2 separate regions of the Xenopus tropicalis genome follow, and region 2 is linked to region 1. A link is a contact called in public Hi-C data. All regions are on one chromosome and are shown on one strand. Each heading gives the region's core, a stretch centred on a gene start, on an enhancer-like site or on the middle of the called end of the contact. The rest is flanking DNA. Distances are from core to core; before and after follow the strand shown.

Region 1 (6,950 bases), core at 3,422-5,921:
CTGGTAGGTAATCAATGCCACTCTACAAATAACCCAACCTTTTAGATGGTTGCAATTTGCTTTGAATTGCAATCTTCTGAAAGCAACGGTGAACATTCAGGATATTCACGATTATGACCTATAAAATGTTAGCTGCACTGTTTTAGAAATGCCCCTGTGCCAGACAGTGGGGGGATACATGAATTAAGTCCTATTGGCTAATTAAAGTACTGGCTAAATGTTGAATGGAAAAAAAAAACAATGCATGCACCACCTTGCTTCATGTGGTGCAGTTTCTTTCAGTATGCATCCATTCATCCATTCAAAGTTACTAATGTAAAACAGTGTAAACCCCCTGTCCCAGTCACCCCTTCAACACTAAAAGGACTGTGGGGGGTGGCTAACCAAGGACAACCATTTACAGCTCTTATCACATCCTTCTGTAGTTCTGTAAACTGCAAATAAGTGGTGTGCTGGTCAGGAAAACTCAACGCTTACCCAACCCTAACCTGCAAAATATTGCCACTGTAGGACCTGCACTCAGTATGTACCTACCTGTGCCTGCACCCGAATGAATTGAATATGCACAGGTGCAGGCACATGTAGCAGATATTCGGTGAAAATGTGTTTTTTGGTGGATAACAGCTACATGTGCCTACACCCGAGCGTATTCAATTCATTCAAATGCGACACAAGGTAGGCCAAACTTAGTAGTGGGTCGTATTCTCTGCAAATGTTTTTCGCTTTCCGAGTATACACCCCGTGTGGCGTTAGCCTAAGGCATACCTCCCAACTATCCCGATTTTTGAGGGACAGCCCCTCTTTTAACAGCATAACCCACAGTCTCGGATTCTAACTGAAAAATCCCTCATTTCCCTTTGATCTCCTGCACTGAATGCTAAAAAAGACAACAAAATTGATTAAAAAGTAGCTTTTTATTAGAGAGCCCAGAAAGTTAACAAGCCACACCTGCACTTATATACAATTGTAACTAATAAGCAGTAAACAGGTCTCTTGGGGAAACTGAGACTTGCAATTTCACCTGCTTTAGCAAAACTGTGTCAACACATAAAACAAGATCCCCAAAACCCCCAGAAATGTGCTCAAACTTTAAAAAACCTGCCAAATTTTGTAAAATGGGAATGGTATTTAGGGGACGTGGTCCAAAAATTTTCACCGCATCTAGCGCAGCACTTCTTTTTGTCCCTCTTTCCATTTTCCAAATGTTGGGAGGTATGGCCTAAGACAGTGTTTCCCAACCAGTGGCTCGTGAGAAACATATTGCTTCCCAACCAGTGGCTCGTGAGAAACATATTGCTTCTCAACCCCTTGGATGTTGCTCCCAGTGGCTTCAAAATAGGTGCTTATTTTTGAATTTCTGGTAAGGAAGCAAGTTTTGGTTGGTATAATGCTAAACAGAGCCTGCTGTAGGCTGCCAGTCCACATAGGGGCTATTAAGTAGCCAATTATAGTTCTTATTGGCTCCCCCAGGAAGCTTTTTCATGCTTGTGTTGCTCCCCAACACTTTTTCCATTTAAATGTTGCTCACAGATATTAAAGGTTGGAGATCTCTGGCCTAAGGGCAGAGAAGGAGTCTGACCTGCACTCAACCTAAACCTCCAATAGTCATCTCCATTTCAATCCCAACCCACCCGACCCGTGGGTTTCGGGTCAACCTGCACATCACTACTTCAGAGGTTCTCCTTCATACCTCACTCTTTGGTAGTATGACCTTAGTGTGTTTTGTGAGCCTTAGATTGTAAGCTCCATAAGGGCAGGGACTTATGGGAATGATAATGTTTCTGTAAAACCAGTGCACAAACATAAAAAAAAAAAAAAATCATGGTGCAAATACTGTGAGGGGTATTGGGTGTACATGCAGATAAGTAATCCTCACTGAATTCTACTTATTACATTCTATTCAAACCACTTTATTTGTGCACAAACACAGCTTTTAGCTGCTCACCCACCCCCACGTTAGCGTTTAGCAGGCCTCACACTGTAATCTGATCTTCCTGTTTTTGCTGCAGTAAAAGTTGGAGGCGGGGCTGCTGGGGGGAGAGAGGCAGCGGAGGAATTCAGCCAGGATGGAATTTTCCACAGACTTCTGAGTTAAAAACAACTTGCACAATACAAGAACAGAAACTGTCTGTACATGTCCTACTGTACCCACCTCTGCCATTATAATTTTCTTAGTCTTGCATAGTCCTTATCATGACTTTGATTTATACTTCAGAAGGGGGGGGGGGGTTTATCTAGTGACTCCAAAAAAAGATTTTTTTTTTTCATGAAATTGGTATTTACTAACCAAATTTTAAATAGAGCAAATTTGTTAAGCAAAACAATCTAAATTTAAAAGCTACTTTCAGTTGGATCACATTAAGCAGTGATCCCCAACCAGTGGCTCGGGGACAACATGTTTCTCACCAACCCCTTGGGTGTTGCACTCAGTGCCCCCAAAGCAGGTAGTTATTTTTGAATTCCTGACTTGGGGGCAAGTTTTGGTTGAATAAAAACAAGATTTACTACCAAATAAAGCCTCCTGTAAGCTGATTGTGTGCATAGAGGCTGCCTAATAGCCAATCACAGCCCTTATTTGGTTTGGGGATCCCTGACATAAAGGGTCATTTAATATGACTCTGGCCATAAGTGCAAGAGCACTAAGGGGGAACAAGAAAATGCCCCATATCCTCATGCAAAGAGCATTTCTGCCAGGGCCTTGTCAGGTTGAACCCTACAGAAATCTGCCCATCCACACTCTGTATTAGGACAGAAATGCTTTTACAACTGATAAGGAATATCTGCGGGGCATATCGTTATGCTTTGCCTCTAATTATAATTTGGATTAATGTCACAGTGATACATACAGTGTGCCTTTGCTAAAACGTCTTTGTATCCTTGGACTTTTCCAGTACTGCAGCTTCTGCAAAATGACGCAGTGCAGCAAAGCAAGCGAGCACTACCCTCTGCAGGATATTTCATTGACAAGGCTCCTATAGAGGAAACAGTTTATATTTGGATCTTTTGTGGTGAAAATATGAGAACATTTAGAACATTTTGTTTCTGCTTTATAAAGCAAGATGCAAGCCCTTGAGCACCAAAGACCCCAGGTTGATGCCACATTTTCTATGCTTGCCTTAAGGGCTCTGGCACATGGGGAGATTAGTCGCCCGCGACAAAACTCCCTGTTCGCGGGTGACTAATCTCCCCGAGTTGCCTTCCCCTGCCATCCCACCGGGGAACATGCAAGTCGCCAGCGGGATGGCACACGCGGTGGCGCAATTTCGCGCAAATCGCCGAAAAAGCCTCGCGAGTCTTTTTCGGCGATTTCGGGAATTCGCGCCACCGGCTGTGCCATCCCGCCGGCGACTTGCATGTTCCCCGGTGGGATGGCAGGGGAAGGCAACTCGGGAAGATTAGTCGCCCGCGAACAGGGAGTTTTGTCGCGGGCGACTAATCTCCCCATGTGCCAGAGCCCTAACTCCTTTAGCCATAGTCAGGCCCGGACTGCCAATCTGTAGATTCTGGCCAGAGCAGGGCGATTTATGTCCCTCTGCTGCTTTTAGGATGCTTTTTTGCCACCCCTGATAACTTGTGGGCTGGTGCTGCCTATGGCAAGGTTCTCACCTTTCCTCATGGCAGGAGCACCCCTGTGCCATAGTGGCTGCTGTAAGATGCCATAGACAGTCACTATTTAGTAGGCCTATGGGGGGCTGTTTGGGCTGTTGTTAAAGCCCAGTCCAGGCATGGTTCCAATGTTAGGTCACATTTGCCTGAAAAGTGTTCCTATAACAACGTGGACAAAATTCCCTCCTATGTTAGGTGAATAGAAGGGCCATCAGCTAAAGGTGCCCAAGGCCATCACCTCTAACCACCCCCAGCAGAGGTATGTGCTAGGGCCCTAAAGCACACTATTGCACTCTAAGCATTTGCCCCTGCTACCTAGTTCTGCCCCTGCCCCCGAATGTGGGGTGCTGTCAAGCAGGGTCAGACAAGGTGCCCCCCTAACCCCCCACCCAATGTCCTCCCTTGAGCGCGAAACTTGCTTTCAGTGTGTCAGGGGAGGGTTACCGGCGGCCAGGGGTACACCGAAAGAATTGGGTCTGGGCCGCTGGGGCCCACTGGGTTTTTTGCCGGTGCCCCAGTCCGACCCTGCTGTCAAGTGAAAGACTGCATTTTGGAGGCAATTCCCACTCACCTTTAATTGTGGGGGCATAATATTAAACATTTTGTCGTCATCCCACTGCTACAACATGCTTGCAATGACCCTTTCTGCCTTTGAAAGCTACAAGTGCCTTCTACTGCCACTAGTCTTTTTTTTAATCCATATGTTAAAAACTTGGGTTAGGGCAAACAGCTCCTAAGATTTATTTTTTGTTAAAGTAAGACAGCAATTCCTTCAGGTTTGGCCAGACTAATCTCCCCAGTACAGCTATTGTCTGCGTTTATCTTTGCCATATTGCTATATGTTACCCATTGTACAACGTTATTAGCCTATCTGGAGTCAGCTATAACTTATTTTTTATATAAAACCTTGAACAAGTATTTGAGCCAAACGTCGCTTTTAAGCTTTAAGTGTAAGATTCTAGAACATACTCGGCTCGACCGCACCTTTCTTTGTTTATTAAACATCCTTCACAATCCAGTTCTAACCGGTTTTAGCCGGATCTATGCGTCAGTAAAGTAAATTGAAGCAGAGCAGATATCGTTCCGCAACTTCTCAAGCACTGACGCCATCGCTAATAATAGAGAATGGGATCAGTCCGCTAGTTACGTGCTCAAGTTTTAGTATCATTCCGCCAATTTACAAAAGAAAATGAACTGGTAGTTTTAATCGCCACGCATATATAATCCCCTCTGTCATGCTTTATAAGTGCCGTTTGCTAATATAAATACAACGCGATCACGCTAATCAGTTTAATTCACTTTACTAGCTCTGGACTTAAAAAATTACTTTTGCGCATGCGTATTTTAGAGGGTGGTGAACGTTCTGCATTCTGTATGCGCTTTTTAACTACTCAGGTGACATGTGACTTTACGAAGGTGACATATTGTAAGTCATATTTATAAAGTGCATAACCGAACTAGAATGTGGAGTGTGGATTCAGATAGAACCCTAAATTAGGTTATTCGTAATGGGTGTTGCTGGGACTAGCTTCATACAGCGGAAGGATTTATGTCGTCACAAGGTGTGAAGCGTCAAAGTCTACAAAAAGAAGCGACCCGGGCTTACGTGACAAAGTGATCGAATGACGGACAAGAAGTGAGTAGTAGAAGGTACGAAGCGGTAGTGGCCGAGTGGTAAGTACTATGGCTAAGCCTGTGGCGGCCGTATGGTAAGTATTATGCAGTACTCTGGGGTGAGTGGGTATGGCTGCACTGTAACAAATGATATCGATTTTTTTTTATTATTTAGAACTAGTTATATGCAGTTTAGCTCTTATGCTATGCGACAAATGTTTATTTGGTCAAAACATCAGTGCGTCCTTAAGCCGTTTAGTAATATTTGACATGTGTAGTTCACCTAAAACTATTTATTTTATTATTTTAAATCTGTAAGTAGTTGTATTAATAGATTTTATGGCAGAAGGCACCTAAGGAGCTACAAGGTCTGCTTCCATTATAGTTAAGCCCTTTATACCCTAAATTGGACAACCTGAAAGGCACTTAATAGAAAACTAATGCCTCTGTAGACCATGTTACAGATAGGTTGGTATGGTTCATGTAGTAACAGCTCCAATTTATAACTACTATTGGCTAGCTGGCTCTTTTATTCACTTTTAAACAGAAGTAGAATGCTGCGTGGCGTTGGCTACTGCACATTTGCACCTATCAGTCATTGCGCCTAATATCGGGCAACAAATACAAAGCTATAGGCACGTGCTCTTGGCTTTTGGGGTGGTTGTGTGTTTTTCTGGGTCTTATAATTCTCAGGCCTCTTTAAAAAGCGCAAGAGGTTCCCTACAAATGAAAGATGCGTCTTTCTGAAGATTCTTTTCACTTCACGGGCTACCTGCACGTTAACTGAAGAAGTGTGAATACAGCAGTATGTCGGGTGTAAGCATATGGATTGTGACGGAAGGTTGATCAGTGAAGGTCAAAGGTGCTAGACGAGGAACGTTTGACTACTGCATTAATCAGGCATGATTAATCCCTCGGGGTGGGTTGTAGCATATGACGCTTATGCTCTTACTAGATGTGGGAGGAAAGGGGTGTGTCCAGTGGGGCATATCTAGTTTCTTTTTAAGTACAGCTGCTAGACGCCTTATGTTCTAGCTTTGTGTAACCACTAGGTGGTACATTACCACCTAATTACTGCACTATTATATTAGGCAGTAGTGACATAATTTATTTTGGGGTTCAGTGGGAGGGCATGGGAGCATTGAGACTTCTCCAATTTTATTTTCCAGGTCTTAATCAACCTTGTGATGTCTTGACATGAAGTTGATATGCTTCATCATCAAATGTGTAATTTATATAGGTTCTTGGGCTAAATGAGGTGTCTTTGAGGTGTATTCTAGTAACTTTGCAATAAACACTTTTCTCAGTGATGAAAAATTAGGAGGGGAAGTGTAACTTTAATATGCAAAAAATGTGAGATATTTTGTAACTGATCTTGCCATTGTGTATATATGTTTTTGGGTTTTGTTTACCCCAAGGGGGAGGGGGCTTTTATAAAATGGATATTTTTAGATTCTTTTCAGAGCACTCATACGTTACCAACAGATGGCTACAGTGGAACCTTTACTTGATGCATCCTCATAGCCTGAGATGTACGTCTGGCTGCAGTGTCCTTTTAAGATCTTTGGCCCAAGATATGCATACCTGTGCTGTTACTTCATCATAAAAGTCCCATTGCCAGTGCTATCTCCCTTAAAGGACAGAACATCTTTCTTGATTGTCACCAAGTTGCCTTAGTTCTTCATACCTAATAAAGTTGGACTTAGGTGGAGGCCCATGGCAATTCATTA
Region 2 (7,163 bases), core at 2,975-5,474, 180 kb before region 1:
ATAAAGAAAATTGTGGAGCACCAAGAAGAGAGTACTAACATACACAACATACAGCATTTCTAACCTACTTATTTGTAAAGCATCAGTTCTAACTAAAAGTCTATCATAATTAGTTTCTGATGTGTAAATTCAGTGTCGGACTGAGATGCCAGGGCCCACCAGGAATCCTTGGACCATAGGCCCAATTATGACAGAATCCCTTTAAGGAATTGTCAGATACTCAGGGTATCATTGGTACATGGTGTGAAATAAATAGATCTTTTTCCTACTACAGTGTCGGACTGGTCCACCAGGATACCAAGAAAACTCCCGGTGGGCCCAGGTGTCAGGGGGCCCTCCTGCTCCTGACTATTTGGCCAATTGCATGGTCATTCCCTATTTCTGTATGGGAAAAAGAGATGGAAGGATAAAGAAAAGGAACTTGGATAATAAAGAGGCTGAGGGAGGAGAGGAGGAATAATAGTTTGGAAAGTGGGCCTATGGTCCAAGGATTCCTGGTGGGCCCTGGCATCTCAGTCCGACACTGAATTTACACATTTACACAGAAACTAATTATGATAGACTTTTAGTTAGAACTGATGCTTTACAAATAAGTAGGTTAGAAATGCTGTATGTTGTGTTTTGGATTTCAGTACCAGCCCAAAGATACCCCAGTAGCCCCCATCTTCTTTTCTGCTGATTCCCTGCACATGCTCTGTGCTGCTGTCAGTTACTGAGCTTAGGGGTCGACTCACAATATACAGTATATACAGAATTTAAATGTCACAATACAAGACTCATTATTAATTTGTTCAGATTCTCATTACACGGCAGCTGTAATTTGCATCAGAATTTAGCAATCAGCCCTGTAGCATAAACTTCTATAACAGACAAACCTCATTTTCTTCTTGATGATTTGCAACAACCCTAAGTTGTCTTTTCAACAACTGTCTAGACCACACTGAGCATTTGAGTTTCACTGGGCTTTCCTTGCTTAGAAGGGCAATATACTGACCTGTATACTTGCTAAGCAACATTTTAAAGGTATTCCATTTTCCTTCTGTGTTTAACCCTGTGGCTTTACATACAAACAAACTCCTCCGCCCTTTCTAATCCCTCTGTTTCTCCTAACAAGGGTATAACCATTTGCATTCAAAGCTAATTCACATGTTTCATCCCACCAGGTCTCAGTGATACCAATTATATCATAATTTTTAGCACATGCAATAAACTCCAGCTCTCTTAATTTACCTGACAAGCTCCATGCATTAGCCAGCATACAGAGTTCTACTTGTTTCCATGTAAAAAAAACACATTAAACAATAAAGAGTACTTTAAACTATTACAAAAAATAAGGGCAGAATGGTGCGCAGGAAGGGAAAGAAAAGTGCCCTTCAAGTATGCACCTTCCCATTCAGCAGTGTTACCCTGGAGAATTAGTTCTTATATCTAAAATATATTGTACATTTTTTTAAAAAAGAGGATAAACCTATGTCCTTATAACTTACAATCCTTTAGAGCAGGGAACAGTAGGTTGTACTTATAGTTACATAGTTACATTGTTACATAGGGTTGAAAAAAGACCAGTGTCCATCAAGTTCAACCCATCCAAGTAAACCCAGCACACACAACCCACACCTACCAATCTATATACTCACATACATAAACTATATATACAACCACTAATACTAACTGTAGATATTAGTATCACAATAGCCTTGGATATTCTGATTGATCAAGAACTCATCCAGGCCCCTCTTAAAGGCATTAACAGAATCTGCCATTACCACATCTCTAGGAAGGGCATTCCCCAACCTCACTGCCCTCACCATGAAAAACCCCCTACGCTGCTTCAAATGGAAGCTCCATTCCTCTAATCTAAAGGGGTGACCTCTGGTGCGTTGATCGTTTTTAAGCAAAGTGCAGTTTTCGCAATCACCATGATTTTTTTAACATGTGAATCAATTTACAAATGAGAGCTTCATGAATTCTGAAGGAATAATTAAATGGCGTTAGTATTATTAGTATAGCATTATACTTTATTACACAGCTTCAGCAATGCACATGTCCTTCTGTAGAACATTTCTTTTGGAATGTAAAAAACTCAACTCTTTGTTTTCACTGTCCATCATTATGATATGTAAGAGCTGTGTATGTAATATTTCATGTTTATAAAGGGTACTCAGCATGTCCTGAGTATTGTTCCCTTTAGTGTAGCCTTCTGCACAGCTTTTCCTCGAAGGGAAGCGTCCTGTCCCAGTGCTCCATATGTGAGCGGAAAGGATGCGCATGCACGTGTTCTGGGGGGGATACATCCAGCGCACAGGGTTCTCATACAATAAGGGCAGTTCCAGAAACTGATTTAAATTCCAACATCCCCACCGCATCCCCAGTTGCAGGCAGAACAGTGCCCTGGTCTGAATCAAACCCAAGATCCTTTTACAAGACATATTAACATTAATATGTCTGCAAACACCATTGTGGAACCTGGAGCCAGAAGTGACGCGGCCCAACATTGCAACTCTCACCTTGCTGAGCATCTCTGCAATTTGCCACCCAATGAGCAGTTCACATTTACAAACTTGGGGTGATTCATTTGGGGAGGAGGGCAGTGCAGAGTGATCAATAGTTTAAATGTAAGTAGGGGGGCTTATTAGCTCTTTAAGTACAGCAGCAGGTTGTGCAATCTAATGAGAGAAGTTGCAGAACAGTCTGATAATCCACAAGGTGGCAGCCTTGTACCATAAGTAGTATATTTCTATACAACATCATTAGTTTATTGTACAAGAGTGCTGTCGACATGCTGTGGCCCTATAAGGGATTTTTCCCCCAACCTGGCTCAAGGGCTCCAAAAACCTATTTGTACAAGATCAGAAATTCAATATAATCCAACCTTTGAACATGTGGTATGAGAAATAACCATCACACTACACATAAAATTAAACAGTGCTATTATAGAAATATAATATTAGTGTTTCTAGTAGGTTCTTTAATAGTGTTGCTATGGAAATTTGCCCATCTCTGCAGATGTAAACATTCCTGAACCCACTAATCCTTAGGGGCACATTTACTAAACTTGTTTCCAAGAGGATTCATCTCATTGATCCAGCAAAGAGACCAGTGCCGCTGGCCTGTGTTATTATGTAGGGTAGTACATGCACTCTGGATCATAACAGAGTTGTTAGTGGATTTCAGGAAGCCTTTCTCTGTTCCAGCATTGTCATCTCATAGTAAGGGGCGATTCCCCCCCACTTTCCTTGCTTACCTTTCCAGCAAGGTAGGGGCGTCCTGGGGATGGTGTGTGGCTTAATAACCCGACTTAAAGTTACTAGGAGTGGCTTTTTGTCGCCCCTGGTTATTAGGGGGCACTGCCACCTGACGTAAGGTTCCCATCATTGGGGATTAAAGTTTTCAGACAGCAACCCACTATGGTTTTGTCATCTTGCTTAATTACAGGGGTGCTCCTGTCATGGGGCAAGTTCAGAAACTTGTTTAAGCAGCACTGCCCCCCCCCCCCCCACCCCCAGTAACTAGGCTAACAAAAAGCCACTCATGTTAACTTTATTTAAAATGCTTGATGCCAATGTTATTAATAGGGGAAAAAAAGGCAAAAACATAGAAAGGCCGGTATTTTTTTCCCTAGTTATATATCATCCCCAAAGGGGATTCCAACCTCTACTTCTGGTCACTATTCATGTTCCGCTACTTATGATGTATGTGCAATAAAATCCCTATGGGCCAGTCTTTATATAGGGCAGAGCTCTAGAATGCAAAAACACAGGTCTGAGTGGGACTTTCATTGTACATTACTGTGGTTATATTAAACAATTAAAGGGAATCTGTCTCAAAAATGAAAAAATGAGTATAAGTCTAACCTCCTGGAAATAAAAAGCTTTATAAATATAATATAATGTAATCAATTTACACTTTTACATTGCCTAGGGAGCACCCACCAATATATCTGACCTGTCAGCCACATACTTACTCCTGGCATCTAGGGAGACAGATTGCTGGGATACTGAAGATTATCTGGATTATTTTAGAAACGTTGCAGAATTTTTAATTGATCATATTTAGAAATTTCATCATTTCATGAGAAAAAGGCTCATATTTAGTGATAGTTCCCCTTTACAATTGCATTACCGACAATGCACACAAGATGGCGCTGCAGCAGCGCTGATGAAAGGAAGTGTACTTGGCTATGCAGCTTCATACAGAGCTGTGAGTGAGCGCAAATGTCGCTTATTTGCTGCAGCACAGACAATTGTTAAACAATATATGGACTTCTGCCCAGTGAGCTCTGCTTGGAATTGATCTAATATTCTGGGGATAGTTCACCCGTTACAGAATCATTTGCAAAAAAAAAGCGAGTGATGCCTGTAAATCGTGCTGAGAGAAGAACAACAAATCCCAGAATTCCCTTCAGGAAAAAAAATCCCACCCCTGAGCTCATTTCCTGTGCCACACGGGAGTCAGGCAGTAGGTAGGTATGTGCGTCTCTGCGCTGCTATTGTATCACTCGGGGTATGTACAGAGAAAGGAGCATTTAGCCCTGTGCCTGTAGGTGCCAGGGGGGTATATACACATGCACTTACACATACACTTATATATATATACACCAGACTGGCATTGGCCTCTCACTTCAGCCTTTCTGCCTAAACACCAATTTATGTCTGTTTGGCCAATTCCAAGTACAGGTGTAGGCTCTGTTGTCCAGAATGCTAGGGGGTTTCCAGATAAGGGATCTTCTGGTCATTTGGATCACCATACATTAAGCTTATTTACCATAAAGTACAAGGTACTGTTTTATTATTACAGAGAAAAAGGAATCATTTTTTTAAAAATTGGAATTATTTACCTAAAATGGAGTTTGTGAGAGATGGGCTTCTTGTAATTCAGAGCTTTCTGGATAAGGGATCCCATAAGTTACAAAGGTGGATGGTATATTAACTGCTCAAAGAGCAAAATAGAGGGATGCAATTAAAATAAAGTAAATAACGGATGGTAAGGTTTGCAGGAAACCCTCAGTCAAGGGTGATAAATGCAATTTAAAGTAATAATTAGAGAAGCAGTGTTAGGTAAGATTCAAAAAATCATTTATTAGGACAGAAAAAAGGGGGGCAGCCTAACGCGTTGTGCCTTGTAGGGCATTTACTCATAGGCAATATATATTGCTAATGGGGTGCTTTAATCAGTGACCCCACTGATACGTTTGTGCTGCTACTACATATTCATACATTCTGAGCAACATCGGCATATGATGGGCATGGGACATGACTGGGCCAGACTAAGGGGCTTATTTAACAATCCTACAGAAACAAGTACATGTGCTGGAGTCCTGAGCGGATCAAAACGTGCACCCCTTAGGGCCCATATAGAAAGCACTAGCACCTGAGGGAATGGCACCCCAGCACGAGGTACAGAGAGTGGTGCTGCCAGGCCTGGATTTCCACACTGGGCGCCCCTAGGCTGGCACTGCTCGCCCCCCCCCCCTTATTTGTGTGCCAATGTGCAGGCATGCAGAAGTTTTTTCTCGTCCGCTCCAGAGCACTGAGGATTGGCACGTGGGACTCCCTAGCTTGCAGTGTGCTCCTATCTCCCTTCAAGCACCACTGCATTCAGAGTAGGGTTGCCAACTTTTTCTAATGGTAATACCGGCCTTTATGCCTGGGGCAGGCTGCGATGTCATTTGGGGTGGGGCTATGATGTAATGGGCGGGAAATTTGATGGACTAGGCCTGGAATTGGGCCATTAAATGGGCAGGGAAATGGGGGGACTGGGTGGGGAAATGGGCAGGGTAGAGGTAGGCCTGGGATTATCAAGGCTGATCGGCAGTGGAGAAGGTGAGGAAAGTGTGGGATTTATAGGGTACCAGTGCCTGCCCTAGCTGGTGATTTACAGGCTAGAGTACAACTCTCTGCAAAGCAATCTGAGAGTGCAAAGAGCTGTGCCTCTGGTCAAAAGAAGCTGGGAGATAAGCAAAATGTACTTTGTGCCTGTTTATGTATTTTCTTTTGTACATAAGGCCTTGAGGTCACATACATGTTCTCTGCATATGTGAGTCCCCAAGGTACCAGGGTGCATGTGCTGCCCATTAGAGCCTGGTGCCTGTGGGTCTCCTGAGTACCCCACCTGTTGACCTGCTGAACTTCAGGTACTGGAATACTAGTAGCTAATATTTATAGGAGAAAGAAAGGCATTTTGGCATTTTATTGCTAACAGATCAGCCACCTTAGTGTAAGCTAGAATGCTATATTTATTCTGCAGAAAGCTTTACCATACCTGACATACCCTAGAAGCTCCTTTTGTTTGTTTAAGATAGCAGCTGCCATTTTAGCCTGTTGTCAGTAACTGCCGTGCTGCAGCTTTGGCTGCTGGTAGCTCAGATTACACAGCACAGGTGGAAGGGAGAGTGAGAGATGATGCGAGGGGAAGGAGAAAAAGGGGGGGGGGGAAGAGAAGAGCAAACTGATCAGACTTGTACCGTGCCCTGAGAGATTTTTCTAAAAGAAGGAAGTCTGACACTGAAGAACGTGTACACAAAAGGAGACAAGAAATCCTGAGTTTCTTTTGATAGAGGACTCAGTACATCTTTTCTATGAGTGCTTATGGCTGTATTTACATAGACCTTTATGATAAAGTTTACTTAGTTTTTATCTTTCCTTCTTCTTAAAGAGGAGCATTGCAGGTAGAGGGAATTGTACAAATGCCCTCTACCCTATCACTGCCCTATCTGTATCTCTCCTTCCCCTGTAACTAATGCTGGGATCACACGCACATTTATTAGTGCTGTTCAGTTGGGAATGTATCAAGTGACATATTTAGTGGCGTTAAGTGAGCTTATTTACCAGAAGTGCACAAATCTGCACCTGGGTAGTAACTTATAGCAACCAATCGGTGATTAGCATGTTTGTGTGAGGTAGACCAATGAAAGCCAAAATGTGATTGGTTTCTAGGTGCAAGTTTGCCCACTGGTACCATATGAGATTAGGCCGACCTTAAATTTATGGGTGATGTTTTGCAAACATCAGTTAGAGCTTTGGCACATTCACAAGGCTCCCTAGCAGCCACAGGGTCTGCTGTCATTGCTTTGCACATGGTTATATTATCTCATTATGGGATCTTTTATCCTTTTTTTTTTTTATTCCTTTTCAGTAGGTTGCACCCATGCAGCACCTGTTGGA

Evidence for each region. A called contact is a pair of places that touch in the nucleus more often than the background predicts.
Region 2: a contact with region 1 is called in a Hi-C map of tailbud embryo, with 2.2 times the contacts expected there. The contact joins the promoter of znf81 here to the enhancer-like site in region 1. A contact is called at or near these places in 2 of 5 Hi-C or Micro-C datasets (neurula embryo and tailbud embryo).

Annotation. Positions count from the first base shown.
Region 1 is chr4:33,839,697-33,846,646 of UCB_Xtro_10.0, reverse strand. No RefSeq gene overlaps it. Among named protein-coding and RNA genes, the nearest start is that of frmd8, 30 kb to the left of the region's middle. Within about 2 kb of position 4,671, at least 11 of the 11 cell types and tissues checked have an H3K27ac peak or open chromatin away from gene starts, as enhancers often do. A contact at or near this core is called in neurula embryo, where this site is marked.
Region 2 is chr4:34,020,113-34,027,275 of UCB_Xtro_10.0, reverse strand. It overlaps znf81 (zinc finger protein 615), which reads left to right and starts at 4,224. Exons shown (of 7, transcript XM_031900631.1): 1 at 4,224-4,462; 2 at 7,138-7,163. The coding sequence starts at 7,147.